Regions from separate parts of the Zea mays genome. Here all the other regions are linked to region 3. The links are chromatin contacts, called in public Hi-C maps. All regions are on one chromosome and are shown on one strand. The core of a region is the stretch at or near the end of the contact, and the rest is flanking DNA. Distances in the headings are between cores, read along the strand shown. Region 1 has its middle 76 kb from the start of LOC100279116. Region 2 holds the start of LOC100282166 (nucleoside diphosphate kinase). Region 3 holds the start of LOC103634778.

The links. Hi-C and Micro-C count contacts between places; a contact is called where the count stands out from the background.
Region 1: a Hi-C map of ear shows a contact between it and region 3, with 2.4 times the contacts expected there. The contact joins the enhancer-like site here to the promoter of LOC103634778 in region 3. A contact is called at or near these places in 2 of 25 Hi-C or Micro-C datasets (ear and leaf).
Region 2: a contact with region 3 is called in a Hi-C map of ear, with 2.5 times the contacts expected there. The contact joins the promoter of LOC100282166 here to the promoter of LOC103634778 in region 3. A contact is called at or near these places in 2 of 25 Hi-C or Micro-C datasets (ear and tassel).

Annotation. Positions count from the first base shown.
Region 1 is chr4:126,243,377-126,248,211 of Zm-B73-REFERENCE-NAM-5.0, forward strand. No RefSeq gene overlaps it. Among protein-coding and RNA genes, the nearest start is that of LOC100279116, 76 kb to the right of the region's middle. Within about 2 kb of position 1,600, at least 17 of the 20 cell types and tissues checked have an H3K27ac peak or open chromatin away from gene starts, as enhancers often do. A contact at or near this core is called in ear and leaf, where this site is marked.
Region 2 is chr4:126,033,795-126,038,719 of Zm-B73-REFERENCE-NAM-5.0, forward strand. It overlaps LOC100282166 (nucleoside diphosphate kinase), which reads left to right and starts at 2,683. Exons shown (of 6, transcript NM_001155078.1): 1 at 2,683-2,834; 2 at 3,247-3,471; 3 at 3,610-3,717; 4 at 3,838-3,947; 5 at 4,036-4,079. The coding sequence starts at 2,758. The coding sequence ends at 4,061.
Region 3 is chr4:125,735,098-125,739,402 of Zm-B73-REFERENCE-NAM-5.0, forward strand. LOC103634778 reads left to right here and starts at 2,950. Exons shown (of 2, transcript XM_008657370.2): 1 at 2,950-3,205; 2 at 3,294-3,776. The coding sequence starts at 2,966. The coding sequence ends at 3,638. It overlaps LOC100272327 (CLP protease regulatory subunit CLPX3 mitochondrial), which reads left to right. Exons shown (of 15, transcript NM_001362666.1): 9 at 827-897; 10 at 983-1,082; 11 at 1,154-1,258; 12 at 1,416-1,478; 13 at 1,557-1,679; 14 at 1,784-1,927; 15 at 2,019-2,404. The coding sequence ends at 2,093.

The sequences.
Region 1 (4,835 bases), core at 350-2,849, 510 kb after region 3:
ACAAGGTATCCTAACAAGAATCACCTCTTACCCTATATTTTCAGTTTTTTTTGTCATTCATGTTACAAGTTCGTCACACATTTTTTATAAAATATATAAGTGACAGCTTTTCTACAAAATATATAAGTGACAGCTGTTTCAACCAAATAAATGTTAGTTTTTTCACAATTGTGAGCTCACAATAGGTTCCTCAAAACTACAATCAGATTTTAAAAATCTATAGCTGAACCAAATAGATCCATGCATATACTCTCCTCATTCTAATTTATAACCTTTGTTACAAAGTTTAACCGGCTTGTCATTATTCAAATTGTGCTTGGCTGCCGGTGGCTCAGCTCCTTGGCTGGGACTTGGGTGCAGGGCGCTGCTTGTTTCTTCATCTACGGCCGGAGCGAGTTGCACCGGCTTAATTAGTGCGACCGGTCGGCGCATCCAGACGCTGTACCGCGCGGGGCAGGAGTGTGGTTGGTAGGTGAAACATGGGAGCAGACCTGCTTGTTTCTTCACCTAATTGCTTACTGCTACACCACAAGCGCGCATTATCTAGACCAAAGTTGCCGTCTCTCCAACAAAAGGTTGATGCAGACACTAGCAAGCCCTGAAATCCGTACGTTCTCCGACAGACGTGAATTTGTAACAACCCCTGAATTCATCCCATCCCATTTCATTCCAGCAAGTCATATACATGCATATATGATCATGCCGGATTGCGTCCGCGTATAGGCATATAGCCAAACCTGGCCAGCAGCCAGCGAACACAGCACCCATGCAAAAGAGACGATCAATGCAAGGGCCGGGAACCAGACACCAACACCACCCTATGCTTCTGCCCGGTTTGTCAACGGCAAGCAACTGCGACATGGCCACGGGCTCCAATCTCTGGTGGTGGTAACGATCTGCCTGTCCCTTTCGGAATGGATGGATCGTGTCATGTCGTGTCCTTACGCGCCGAACCTTCACCAGCAGAACCATTGTGTGGCTGACTCCTTGGCGCCATGACTACTATTGGATCAGTGCACCGGTGCTGCCTCAAATTCAGACATGCATGCCTGCACCCCTTGTCGGTATTCCCTGAACGCGGCAGAGCGCTCCAAAGTAGTGGACCAAGACACGTATGAACTGGAAGTCTAGAGACGTGCAAGATATCCGGGTGTAAATGGTATGGATGTTATTGGTCTGTGTTCGAGTTCGATTCGTCTAGAAAAAAACTGGAATCCAATTCGTTTTCGAGTCTGGCTATTCTGTATCCGTATCCAGTTTATATCGGTATATTCAAAGTTGAATGTCAATTCTAATTTGTATCTGACACAACTCGATAATATTTGTATGTATCCTCGGATCTGAATCAAACGAGAAAATATCAAAACAAGTATGATACGAGCAACGCCACCACCGTGCGTCAGGCAGGCGACATGTTCCGTCTCCTTCTAATCGAAATTAGATACTGGACTTCTTGACCCATGGGCCGCGTCTCTTGGGCCTTCCGTGTCACGTGCTGCCAGCAGCCACTAGTTTTTTTCCCTTGTATGATATATATACAAAGAGTACTCGTCGGTGTCGTAGTCGTAGGTAGGGTATGCCGGACCCGGACATTTCGCTTTGCCTGTGCCCACTGGACTGGACTGAAGGGTGTTCAAAGTACAGAATCCAACTATACATGGGCCAGTGCAAACCGTACCAATCGACCTGTGATACCAGCCCATATCAAAACCGACCGGGTAAGCCAAGTCTGATGACTGATGAGTTTGTCTGGACAGTGGACACGGTTCCAAGTCACTACATCTTGGCCGGCGGGGCCTCTTTGGCACGTTTATTTCATAACTTTTTCACAAATTTAAGAAGAATCTGTACTAAAAATTAAACGTTTTCACAACAGTTTATGGGTTCAGTTTTCTCTCAGAAGAACCTAAAAACAGACAGTAAGAGAATAAGCATAATCTGTTTTTCACCGTTTTACATAAGTTGTTTTCCCAACAAATAAAACTTGTGCCTTGACTAGGGCTGGATATCGAGCTGGCTCGACTCGGCTCGGTTCGACTCGAGTTGGCTCGTTATGATAACGAGTTAGCTCGACTCGACTCGTTATGATAACGAGCTGGAGAACCTGCTGAGCTCGGCTCGTTTGGTAACTCGGTCTGACTCGATTAACTCGTGAGCCAGCTCATTATCAAAGTTACCATAAGCCATCCGGTTCTTGAGCTTTCATGGAGGCGAGCCGACGACCGACGATGTGCAAGTAGGCGCCGGACAGCCGAACAGGGCGAGGGCCGAGGGCGCCGTCGGGGAAGACGGGCAGACTGCGAAGAACATGAGCGCCGCGCGGAGGGCAGACGGGCGGAGGTCGGAGGGCACACGCCGCACACCGGCGCGGTGGCGCTGCAGCCTGCTCTGCTCGGCTGCTCCACGGACAACGGCGGTCGGCGGCTCTAGGAGTCTAGGGTTTAGATTTTGGGAGAGAGAGGGAGAGACCGAGAGGGCAGCTCGCAGGGAGAAGCCAGAAGAAGCGGCATGCGGTGCGGGCGGCGTGCGGCCAAGCCAGTGAGCCACCGAGAGGCTAATTGGACTTTGGTGTGGCTGGTTGTGTGGGCCGCCCGTATGGCTGGGCTGAAGAACGGCGTGTCCTATGTGGGCCGTATCGTGTGGCTGGGCTGCTCCATATGGGTGGGCTAGGCCATTGCAGATTTGCACAACTCGTTTGGCTCGCGAGTAACTCACGAGCCAGCTCGAGTTTGACTCGTTAAGAACCGAGTTAATTTGTTAGCTCAGCTCGTGACTCATTTTAAACGAATCGAGCCGAGTCGAGTCACTAATGAGTCGAGTCGAGCGAGTTACCGTGTCACGAGTTTTTTGTCCAGCCCTAGCCTTGACCGGGCTGAAGGTATGGTTGTGCAGGTCCAACTTAGCCTGCATCAGTGGCTTGGTGTTGCCACTACTCCCTTTGTCTCAGTGTATAAGGCGTAAACACTTCTGATTTAAAAACCAATAAATATATTTAATTTTTCTATGCTACTGTATCGATGTACGTATATATAGAGAAAAAGTAGTTATATCTAGAAAAAAGTAGTTATGTCTTATATTTTAGGACGGAGGGTGTACTATCTAATTGATTTTACAACCTTATTTTATCATCTATTTTATCAAAATGGATGGTGATAATATATCATCATTAGTATAGAATAAAAAATATCAAACAACAACCTAAGGGAAAAATATCGGTGAAAAAATCGTATTCTACTATCGACTTTTTGTCCAAACTAGCAGTAAAAATGATTTTCATCATTGGTGTTAAGCACTAGATTTGGCACCTGGACGGTCCGCATGATAGCCCAGATGGTCCATGATTAGATTGATTCAGGCTAGAATGTTTATCTCTTGCGCGATTATCTTAACAAACCTCGCTGGAAACTGTTGGAGATCGCCTAGGAACGGGTTCAGACCTTCCCCTATATATGTATATGAAGTGGTACGACCGATCGTATGCACTAGGAGTAGAAGTAATTTAGCCTTAGTCATAGTTTCTTAATCTCAATCTTCATCTCTCTTTGGCTCAACATCGTTTTGAGGTGTCTTGGGTGTCCTGTCGACCCCAAGACAATGCTAGGATCTCTCCTCTCGACGGGTCCCTACCGGGAAGTGAGATCTAGATTCTGCAGGAGATTCATGAAGCCCTTTATGCCCTCGTGGATGGTCAGCCGCCTACACGCGGACGATCCACATGCTTGCAGAGAAGTGTGGAGCTCCTTGTTTAGAGTCACGGACGATCCAGTGACCTATCGCGGACAGTCTACGCTCCCGTAAAGAAATTCCCAAGGTCTCGTTCCAAGCAAGCATGATCTAGGGATCATTAGTGTTTTGCCCAAAAAGGCGACAACACACTTTTTTGGCGACTCTACTGGGGACATTCCTTGATCTACTAAAATTGGCTTCCAATGGTTGGTTCCAATGATCATGCTGAGTTCTTCACCAACAACATTATCAAACCGACCCAAGAAGAGCTATCGACTAACGATCAACAGTGCTTCTAAAACATTATGAAGCAAGAAGAGGACATGCGACAATACACCCAAAGGCGTGAAAAGGTGAAGGAGAAATACTTATCACACTTCATGGTGGATCACCATCTAGAAGATTATTCGATAAGGAGAAATACTTATCACACTAGCAATCCCTCAGGGGGTGGGGCTAGTGTTGGAGCAAAGGCCAAACCCAACCTCAATTAGACTTACCTAGCTAGAGTTAACCATGTTTGAATGAAAGGACCAGAATGGTAGGAGACTTCGTTTCCTGTTAGCAAGGAGGTCCTCGACTACCCCCGCGCGAAGGCAACTGCGTGGAGGACTATGCAAGAAGTGGGGCTCCCCGTTTCTTGTGCCGCTACGGGTGAAGGCCCCCTTCACAGGACGAAGACAACTTCATGACGAAGATGCTTTTGGCGGTCTCCACAAGGCGAAGGGATCAACATCTAGGCGACGACCTTAAGCATCCTCCATTGTGTAATGGCCCCGTTGTGTGGAATATTCCAAGAATGTAGCAGGTAACCGGGGGCATAATGGTACATTAGTCTACCTACCCACCCCAGTTACCTATAAATACACCCTTTCTATACACGGATGGGACACACACAACAATACGCTACAATTCCCTGCCTAACATTTGGCCATGCTTCTGTGTCACCTATTTGCCACCTGTCACACTGCTCCCGATTGCTTGGGCCCACCGTTCTCAGTACCAACAGGGTCCCTTAGGGGAAGGGCGGTAGTACCACCTACATGGCTCGACTACCGCCAGGTGAACAAGTCTGAAAGGATCCTCCTCTTTATTTTATCACACTTTGA
Region 2 (4,925 bases), core at 1,433-3,932, 300 kb after region 3:
CGGGCTACGACCAGTTCGCATGAGGGAACAACCAGACCGGCCGAGGCGTCACAAATGGCACTAAGACCTCGGAGGAGTCAAACCACTCCTCCGAGGCCTCGGGGGCTACACACGGCGGGTGCGCTCACGCACACCCACCGGAACAAAGTGTAACCGAGAAAGGCCGGTCCCCTTGCAAAAAAGTGTGACAAAGCCTCCAAGCGAGTACCAACACTCCCTTTGAGGCTCGGGGGCTACTGTCGGGGACCATAATTAGGGGTACCCCCAAGACTCCTAAACTCGGCTGGTAATCACCATCAGCACAAAGCCGCAAAGGCCTGATGGGCGCAATTCAGGTCAAGGCTCCATCCACCCAAGGGACGCGATCTCACCTCGCCCGAGCCCAGCCTCGGACAGGAACAATAGACCTAGGTGGATTCACGCCTCGCCCGAGGGCCTCCTCAAGTAACGGGCGCACCTTCGACTCGCCCGAGGCCCAGCTCGGGCAGGCTTCGCGGAGAAGCAACCTTGGCCAGATCGCCACGCCAACCGACCGTATCGCAGGAGCATTCAATGCAAGGATCGCCTGACACCTTATCGTGACGCGCATTCCTCAGTCGACAGGGCCGAAGTGACCGTAGTCATTTCGCCCCTCCACTGACTGACCCGACAGGAAAACAACGCCACCTGCCCTGCTCCGACTGCCGTGCCACCGGCCAGGGTGAGGCTGACAGCAGCCAAGTCCAGCCTCAGGCGCCATAGGAAGCTCTGCCTCGCCCGACCCCAGGGCTCGGACTCCACCTCGACCTCGGAAGACGATCTCCGCCTCGCCCGACCCCAGGGCTCGGACTCCACCTCGACCTCGGAAGACGGTCTCCGCCTCGCCCGACCCTAGGGCTCGGACTCAACCTCGACCTTGGAAGACGGTCTCCACCTCGCCCGACCCCAGGGCTCGGACTCCACCTCGACCTCGGAAGACGGTCTCCGCCTCGCCCAACCCCAGGGCTCGGACTCAGCCTCAACCTCGGAGGACAGTCTCCGCCTCGCCCGACCCCAGGGCTTGGACTCAGCCTCGACCTCGGAGGAGTCACCGCCTCGCCCGACCTCGGGCTCGGACCGACCACGCCGCAGGGGGTACATCATTACCCTACCCCTAGCTAGCTTAGGCTACGGGGAACAAGACCGGTGTCCCATCTGGCTCGCCCCGGTAAACATGTAATGATGGCACCCCGCGTGCTCTATGACGACGGCGGTTCTCAGCCCCTTACGAAAGCAAGGAGACGTCAGCAAGGACCCGACAGCCCCGACAGCTGTGCTTCTACAGGGCTCAAGCGCTCCTCCGACGGCCACGACATCACATGAACAGGGCTCTAGCACCTCTCCCACTGCCACGATGGCATGTACATAGGGCTCTGGCTCCTCTCTGCTAGACACGTTAGCACATTTCTACACTCCCCATTGTACACCTGGACCCTCTCCTTACATCTATAAAAGGAAGGTCCAGGGCCCTCGTACGAAGAGGTGGCCGCGCGGGAGAACGGGCTGACGGATAGGCTCTCTCTCTCTCTCCCTCGCGAACGCTTGTAACCCCCGACTGCAAGCGCATCCGTCCTGGGCGCAGGACAACACGAGCCGCGGTTCCCCTTATTGTTCCCCCTTGTGTTCCGTCTCGCGCCGACCCATCTGGGCTGGGACACGCAGCGACAATTTACTCGTCGGTCCAGGGACCCCCGGGGTTGAAACGCCGACAAAAATAACTAAAAAACAACATATACATAGTGTTTGGAGTTATTTACATACAACTAGTTAGAAAGCAATCTAATTCTGGAGCAGAGCTGCTCCACCCAGAGTTTTATGTCTTGTTTAGAATAGCTTCAACTCCAAAAAATTTGGTGGAGCTAGTAGAGCAGGTCATTAGATACTCTAGAAAATCGTGAAGCTGAAGCTGTAAGCCTTTAGAAGACATTTAGATAAGTCATTTTGTTTATTATTTATATTAAAAATATTTTTAAAATTATTTAAATTGATATTATGTGTTCTAGAAAATCATGGAGCTAGAGCTAAAACTTGGAGCCATCCTTGCTCCTGAGTGTAGTAGAGCCATTCTAAACACGTCCTTAGATCTCTGCCGCCCTTAAGACCAGCTCTTACGGTCTCCCTAATCCTCCCCACATCCGGTTGGTTTTTGGTGAGAAACCCCTTCAACAATCTCCCACACCTCACCGCACATGCGGGGACTTCTAATTTTCTCTGACACTTTAATTACTCCATTTTGTGATATTAACCTTTTTTAAATACCGTAACTTCATGATAATGTGTATTATTGTAGTATAAGTAGTCAATAATTTTTAAACTTTAAAAACTAATAAAAAATATCAAAGAATTGAATTATATTATAAGGGGAGTTGGATAGAGTGAGTGGTTGGAGACGTTCTGGATGTGGATGGAGTATATTTTGAGATGATGTAATAAAATATGATAGAAATGTGATGGAATGGTTGGAGATGGTGTTAAATGTAGCTTTTAAAAGTTGAGATATAAGATAAAATAATTTTAAATATAAAAAGGAAAAGATAGCATGGCTGCTGCCTTCTTCACTGGGCCGAAATAGATCAGACCGGACAACAGAGAGAGGGGCCTCCTTCAACTCCGGGCTAGGTCCACCGCCGGAGAAAACGGGACTGTGTCTGTGTCGGCTGGCTGACCAGAACACTTGAGCAGACTAGCAAGGCCTTCAGACCGGGAGGGCTCCCTGTCCTGTCCCCCGCGCCGCCGCGGATGGCCGGAGCCACCACGCCGGCATCAGGCGCCCTCGTCAGGCTCTGCCTGCCTTCGCTCCTCCTCTTTCTGTACCGGTAAGAGGTGCCTGTTTTGTTTCTACCACCACTCCTGCGCAGCTGCTCTGCTGAACTTTGGGTTCCTGGCTATTGCTCCCACTGCATTCCATCCAGCGTCCAGAAACATGCTAGACTAGTACTAGGATGCTTGCTTCGGAACATCTGAGCAAGGTTTCGGCCGCCCGTTTGGTCATATCAACAACAAGCATGCCTACTTGCTCGTGGACCTAACTATGCACACAGTGATTCTTCAATCGAGTCGACGTACATAAATCTTAATTCTGGATCAGTCAAAGTAGATCTTATTTTGGGGCCGCATTTTGGGGTGCGTTGTATGCTGTAGCTGTACAAGCCTACAAAGCTGCAAGGCTCGTGTAAGCTATGCATAGGCTTGCAAGTGATGTTGGATTTTGGAATGCTATCAATTCAGGTGCTGCAGATGTGAGGCTGTTGAGATGGAGAGAACCCTTGCGATGATCAAGCCCGATGGTTTGTCAGGTAAGTACACAGAAGCAATCAAGGAGGTCATCTTGGATTCTGGATTTCATATCGTCAAAGAAACCGAGGTCCAGCTTGATGCTGAGAGGGCATCTGTCTTCTATGCGGAGCATTCCCAGAGAAGCTTCTTTGACAGCCTAGTCAAGTACATAACAAGGTATTATTGTTGTTGGAAAGGCTCGTGTCTCTTAAGTTTCTTGCATAATGCTTCTAGTCTATGCAGCAGCCTTCAGACGCTAACATTGACACTAACAGTTTGTAACATGACTCCTTTTATCTTTGTGTTGATCTTTAGTGGTCCAGTTCTTGCTATGGTTCTGGAAAGACCTGACGCCGTTGCGCAATGGCGCACTTTGATTGGACCAACTGATGCAAAAAAGGCCAAAACCTCTCATCCAAACAGGTTAAAAACTACATTTGTTTTCCTTTAACATGTTATGTGTTTGGATACATTTTTTTATTGCATTACTGTATTCATTTCTCTTTGTTTTGTGGTCGCCAACAGTACTCTTTGTCATTTCAGCATTAGAGCAATGTGTGGGCTGGACTCTGAGAAAAATTGCGTGCATGGTTCGGATTCACCAGAATCTGCAGACAGAGAGATCTCATTTTTCTTCGGAGAAGCTGAATCCGGTTGGTTTCTTCACTACTTGTTTCATATACGGAAGTGCAAAGATCACCCCATAAAACTTTCTTGACCTTATTTTTTTTGATAATGCAGTAACTGTGGAACATGATGAGCTATAGACGCCACACTGGTATCAGGCAAGTCAGCAAACTGAATTTTGATGTGTCTTTGAACTCTTAGGCTATCTCCTGTAGCTTCTTACTCGTACCCGTTTCTTATTATTTTAAAAGTTATTATGTAAACAGTATAATTTATAGTGCAAAACAGTGTCTTGCATGGCCATATGCTTGTGGCTTCATATGCAGAGTTTACTGATCTGCTGTGCACATTGTGATTGCTAAGACTAGGATGGCTGAGCAGCTGAGGCCTATTGGCCATTCATATGCTTCTGCTTGCTCAAGTGTTTACTCTCGAAGTAATTATGGGCATGTTTGGTTCGGATTATTATTCTCTTTTCCACGGAGAAACACCAGAATCGACGGATAGTCCGCCAAATGTCATGCTTTTTCCGCTTTTCCTCACCGCGGCTTCGGTAGCAAGCGTGGGGTTGAACAAAAAGGCCAGAATCGTAAGACGCCAATAGAATCATGATTCTCCCCACCGTCGATTGTTTCGGACGCGCTCCCGTGAAAAGCGAGTACAAACATGCCCTATGTGTAAAGAAACTTATATACTACTCCCTTCATTCTTTTTTATTTGTCGCGGATTCGAAAACAGAGGTAGTATTTGATTGCACTGGCACTGCACACAAATAGATCTTTGCAACTGTCACTTGGCAGTCCTTCAAATAATGCAAATTAGGATACAGTAGAATAGAATCCATGAAACGGGAAGAGAAGTGCTGGTTTGTCCAAGAGCCGGATGCTTAGGATCAGGAATTTATTTTCAAATAATGCAAATTATGCTGGCAGATTGGTTTCTTTTTTTTATTTTTATTTTCGCAAGGATATAGATTTGCTTGTGGTCTGTTTATTCATCATGCA
Region 3 (4,305 bases), core at 1,700-4,199:
TAGATTTTGTGCCGTCTTCCATCACATTGTCAATTGCTAGAAATCAACATAACCTTCAGTGTACTATGACAATTAACCTGTTGAAGTGTTGATGCAACTGATGCATATAATTTAATTAATTGTTTGCCAAAATTTGTCAACTTTGACTTCCCAGAACAGAATACGACTTGCATTGATCAAGCGTTGGGACTATATATTGGTGCATCTTTTGTTTGTACACTAAATACACATATAATTTGGATAATTGTTTTTCAATACTTACAAATTTTGACTTTCCCTGCCAAAGTTTGCCTGGACACATGGATTATGTTAACTCCATTTTCCCACTGAGAAGGTCAAGAGTTTAGTTAATCAAATAAGTCTTGGACCCCTGTGTTAATGCTGCACTAAATTATATAAGTTGCCAAGTAGTTCTAGTACACCATTTGACAGGGGCATGCACGATCCAATCCCGTTGATCAAGTTCTTAGAATTGTTTTTGACAATAATTTTCTTAGATTTTATGCTTCATATGTCTGTGCATATGGGTGGACACGGACTTGTATAAGAAACAGTGGGAATAGTCATTTTTTGTTGTTGTAAAAGGCTAAAAGCATATAAAAAAAAGTAAATGTATTTTTCGTCAGTAAGCCCCAAACAGCTCTGTGGTGCAAATGTATGGCTTAATGTACGCTCCCCCCCCCCCCTCCCCCCGCACACACAGACAAGAAGAAAAGAAAGAAAATCCACACTGCCTATTAAGTCTTGACCTGTGTTTTGGCTTTTTGTCACAAACATTGTTTAGTTACTTAGTTCCAATGGTATAATGGCATTTATGCACATGCAGATAGATACCAAAGATATTCTTTTTATATGTGGTGGTGCTTTCGTGGATTTGGAAAAAACTATATCAGAGAGGTACTGTTCGTTAACTCATTGCAATCTGCTGTCTCCTCCCAGTCTTCATCTAAGGTTTTTCGGTTTTTCTTTTAAACAAAAAAAGACGGCAGGATTCATCTATTGGTTTCGGCGCCCCAGTTCGTGCAAACATGAGGGCTGGTGGCATTTCAAGTGCTCAAGTGACATCATCCTTGTTGGAATCTGTTAGTAGTATTCTACTATTGATTAGATAACTTTCTGTCCTAGAGGTGTTTCAATGTCCCTCCTTTTTCAGGTTGAGAGTGGTGATCTAATAGCTTATGGACTTATCCCAGAATTTATTGGACGCTTCCCTATCCTTGTGAGCCTGGCCGCTCTAAATGAGGACCAGCTTGTTCAGGTATCTACTGTATATTGTCTTTCCTAGCATCCTGGTCCGTCTAGTAATGCACGCTTATGCCGCTACCTTGTTTAGAGAAGCATGCAGTTTATTTGAATGTGATTGTTACTTATTAGAGAACTTCTCACACAGTACTGGTACCATTTTATCTTGCTAGGTTCTGATTGAGCCAAAGAATGCCCTGGGCAAACAATTCAAGAAATTGTTTAGCATGAATAATGTGAGTATGCTTACCATGAAAACATGCAGAAATTAGTTTGTCATTAGTGTCTCAACTTGGCTCAACATTGGGTTTCAGGTTAAGCTTCACTTTACAGATGGTGCACTTAGAATAATTGCCAAAAAGGCAATGTCAAAAAATACAGGTGCACGGGGTTTAAGAACTATCCTTGAGAATATTCTCATGGATTCTATGTATGAGGTTTGTTGCGTGATGATTTTGTATTCTCTTTCTATTCGCCTAACCCGTAAAGTCTCTGGAGTAGGCATACTAATCGTTGTTGCAATTGACTTGTATCTTTACAGATCCCAGATGCAAAATCTGGGGAGAAGCGAATCGATGCAGTGGTTGTAGATGAAGATGCAGTAGGATCAGTGGACCAACCTGGCTGCGGAGCTAAGATTCTTTACGGTGATGGTGCTTTGGATCAATATCTATCCCAGATAAAGGTAAGGCTTACTAAATCCTGCGACTTTGGCATACTTGTTTGCAACTTGACGTGGAAAGGTAAACAATAGTAATATGATGATTAACCGACAGGTGTCAGGAGACGGAGTGGGGAGCGAAATGGATGGGGAAGCTGAGCTTTCGTCATCGAGAGCCATTGGCATGTGATTCCTGGTTCTGACCGCACCAGTGTAACCTGTAAAAATCTAATCCCAGTTATATCAATGTAAGTAGTAGTAGCCTTGTAAATGAAACGATATGTGCAGCGTCCATTGTTCTTCTGAAGCCCTGGCACACGTTGCCCCGCCCGCGCTCACGCATTGCATGATTTGCAGCAGGATTTTAATGAGTGTAGTCGAGCAGGTTCGTGTAGATACCAGTCGCTTATAAATGGCGCAATGCCATGAATTGTAATAGCTGCCGGATCTATGTTAAAACTTGAAACAAAGAAATGGATCAAGAGGGCATGGAGTTGCAAATTTGTGATCTCGATTCTTTTCGAAACTGCATTGCATAGCGTTATCCTGGCATTGCTTGAAGAGAGGATTTTTTGTTACTTTGTGCACCCCGACCAAATGGGATCACCAGGCCGGAGAAGCCTACCCGAAGACTGACTGAATGCGTCCTAGTCCCAGAACAAATGAAGACGCAACAAGCTTAAGAGATAAGGACAATTTTGCGAAGCATGAAGTGGTTGCGGATCATGAGCCTTGAGTCGTGTCCCCGTTCCCGAGGAGTTTTTTGCTATTATGATTCACCCGTCGGACTGCTCGGATGGCTTCGCTCTCTTGGTATCCCGCAGCGCGCCATCGCCAGTTTGGGATGCCCGTGTGCCAGCACTCGCCACATTGGTACCATTGCCGGTGAAGACTCCATTAACAGCGTACGCCGGCTCCTAACAACGCACGCCGACGGTAAAAGACATCGCTACCCTCACATTCATTACTCAGCTCCCCGCTCCCCTCGATGTTCGAACAAACCCTAACTTCTCCCTGTTTTTGTCCACCGCCGCCGCCATTGAACGCAGCTTCAGCACTGCAATGGCGTTTCGGGGGAAGAATCGCCAGGTCCTCGAGGTCGATCCGGCGGACGATCCTACAGCTGAGGTGGCCACCGCCTTCGATCGTCTCTCTGTTTCGCCCATCCCCAATCCGTCTGCATCTGCCGCCGTCGTTCAGGTCTGTTCTCCTTACGCCCTCGACAACAGTGGTACCCAGCAGCCTCAGTCGTCGTCCACTCGTGATGCCACCATGGTTCCTTTACCTCCTGCAAGTGTGCTGGTAACAACATCTTTCAGCTATATTGGTTCATCTCTGGGATTTTTTGATTGTGTGTAGTAGTAATCGGTTATATAATTTTGTTTTGCAGTCTTACCGGTACCAAGAGGTCCTTAATTGCCTTCACGACGCCATTAACGAGATGCAACAAGTTTCAATGAATTTGAAGTCACTGGCCACTGACCATCTTGTTAGTCAACCTGATTCCGGTGAAGAATTGCTAGTAAACCAATTAATGTGGCGTGTACATGAGCTTGCACAATCACTTGATAAAGCATCAATTTGTTATCAACTTGTGCACGACAATTCTTCGCCACCCTTGTCGGAGTATTGCTACAACGATGATTCAGATTCAGACCATGAACCTGACTTGATGAGGCATTGGCCACTGGAAGATGTTAGCTGGGAAGAGATTCTGGATCGTCAAAGGAAGTAGATTTTCGGGGTTAGTGTTTAGGCACTACATGATGAAGTATGTGTTGGGTTATGATCAAGTATTTGTGTGCTATGATGAATTCTGTATGTGTGTGGCTAGACATTAACTTAGTCTGTTGTTATGTAAGGCCTTGGAAGACCTGAGCCATCTATGTGTAACTTTGTTGCTGTTATCTATGGAAGACTATGGTATCCTATTGTCTGCATTTTGGCCGAACTGAAGGTGTTGTCTGCATTTTTATACTGGTGCCTTTTGGCCGAAATGAAGGTGTTGTCTGCATTTTTAAACAGGGACTGCACCATTTCAGTTTGTAAACAGGGACTGCAATTCAGTTTGTGCCATACATTGTGCCCAGGTTCATACACTGAAGGACATAGTTCATACACTTGGGCATACACTAAAGAACATAGTTCATACACTTGGGCATACACTAAAGAACATAGTTCATACACTTGGGCATACACTGAAGCGACTCCACTGAACCACATAGTTCATGGAGGCGATGAAGGGCCGACCTCCAAGTCTGCAGTTTTCTAAACGGAGCACTTGACTCAATTCCTAACTCAAACTCATTGTTAATCGCGTATTGCCTCATAGCAAGTCTGAACTCTTTCATATCCTTGTACAAACTGCCAACCTTCATAATAGGATTTGGCCTGTCACAAAC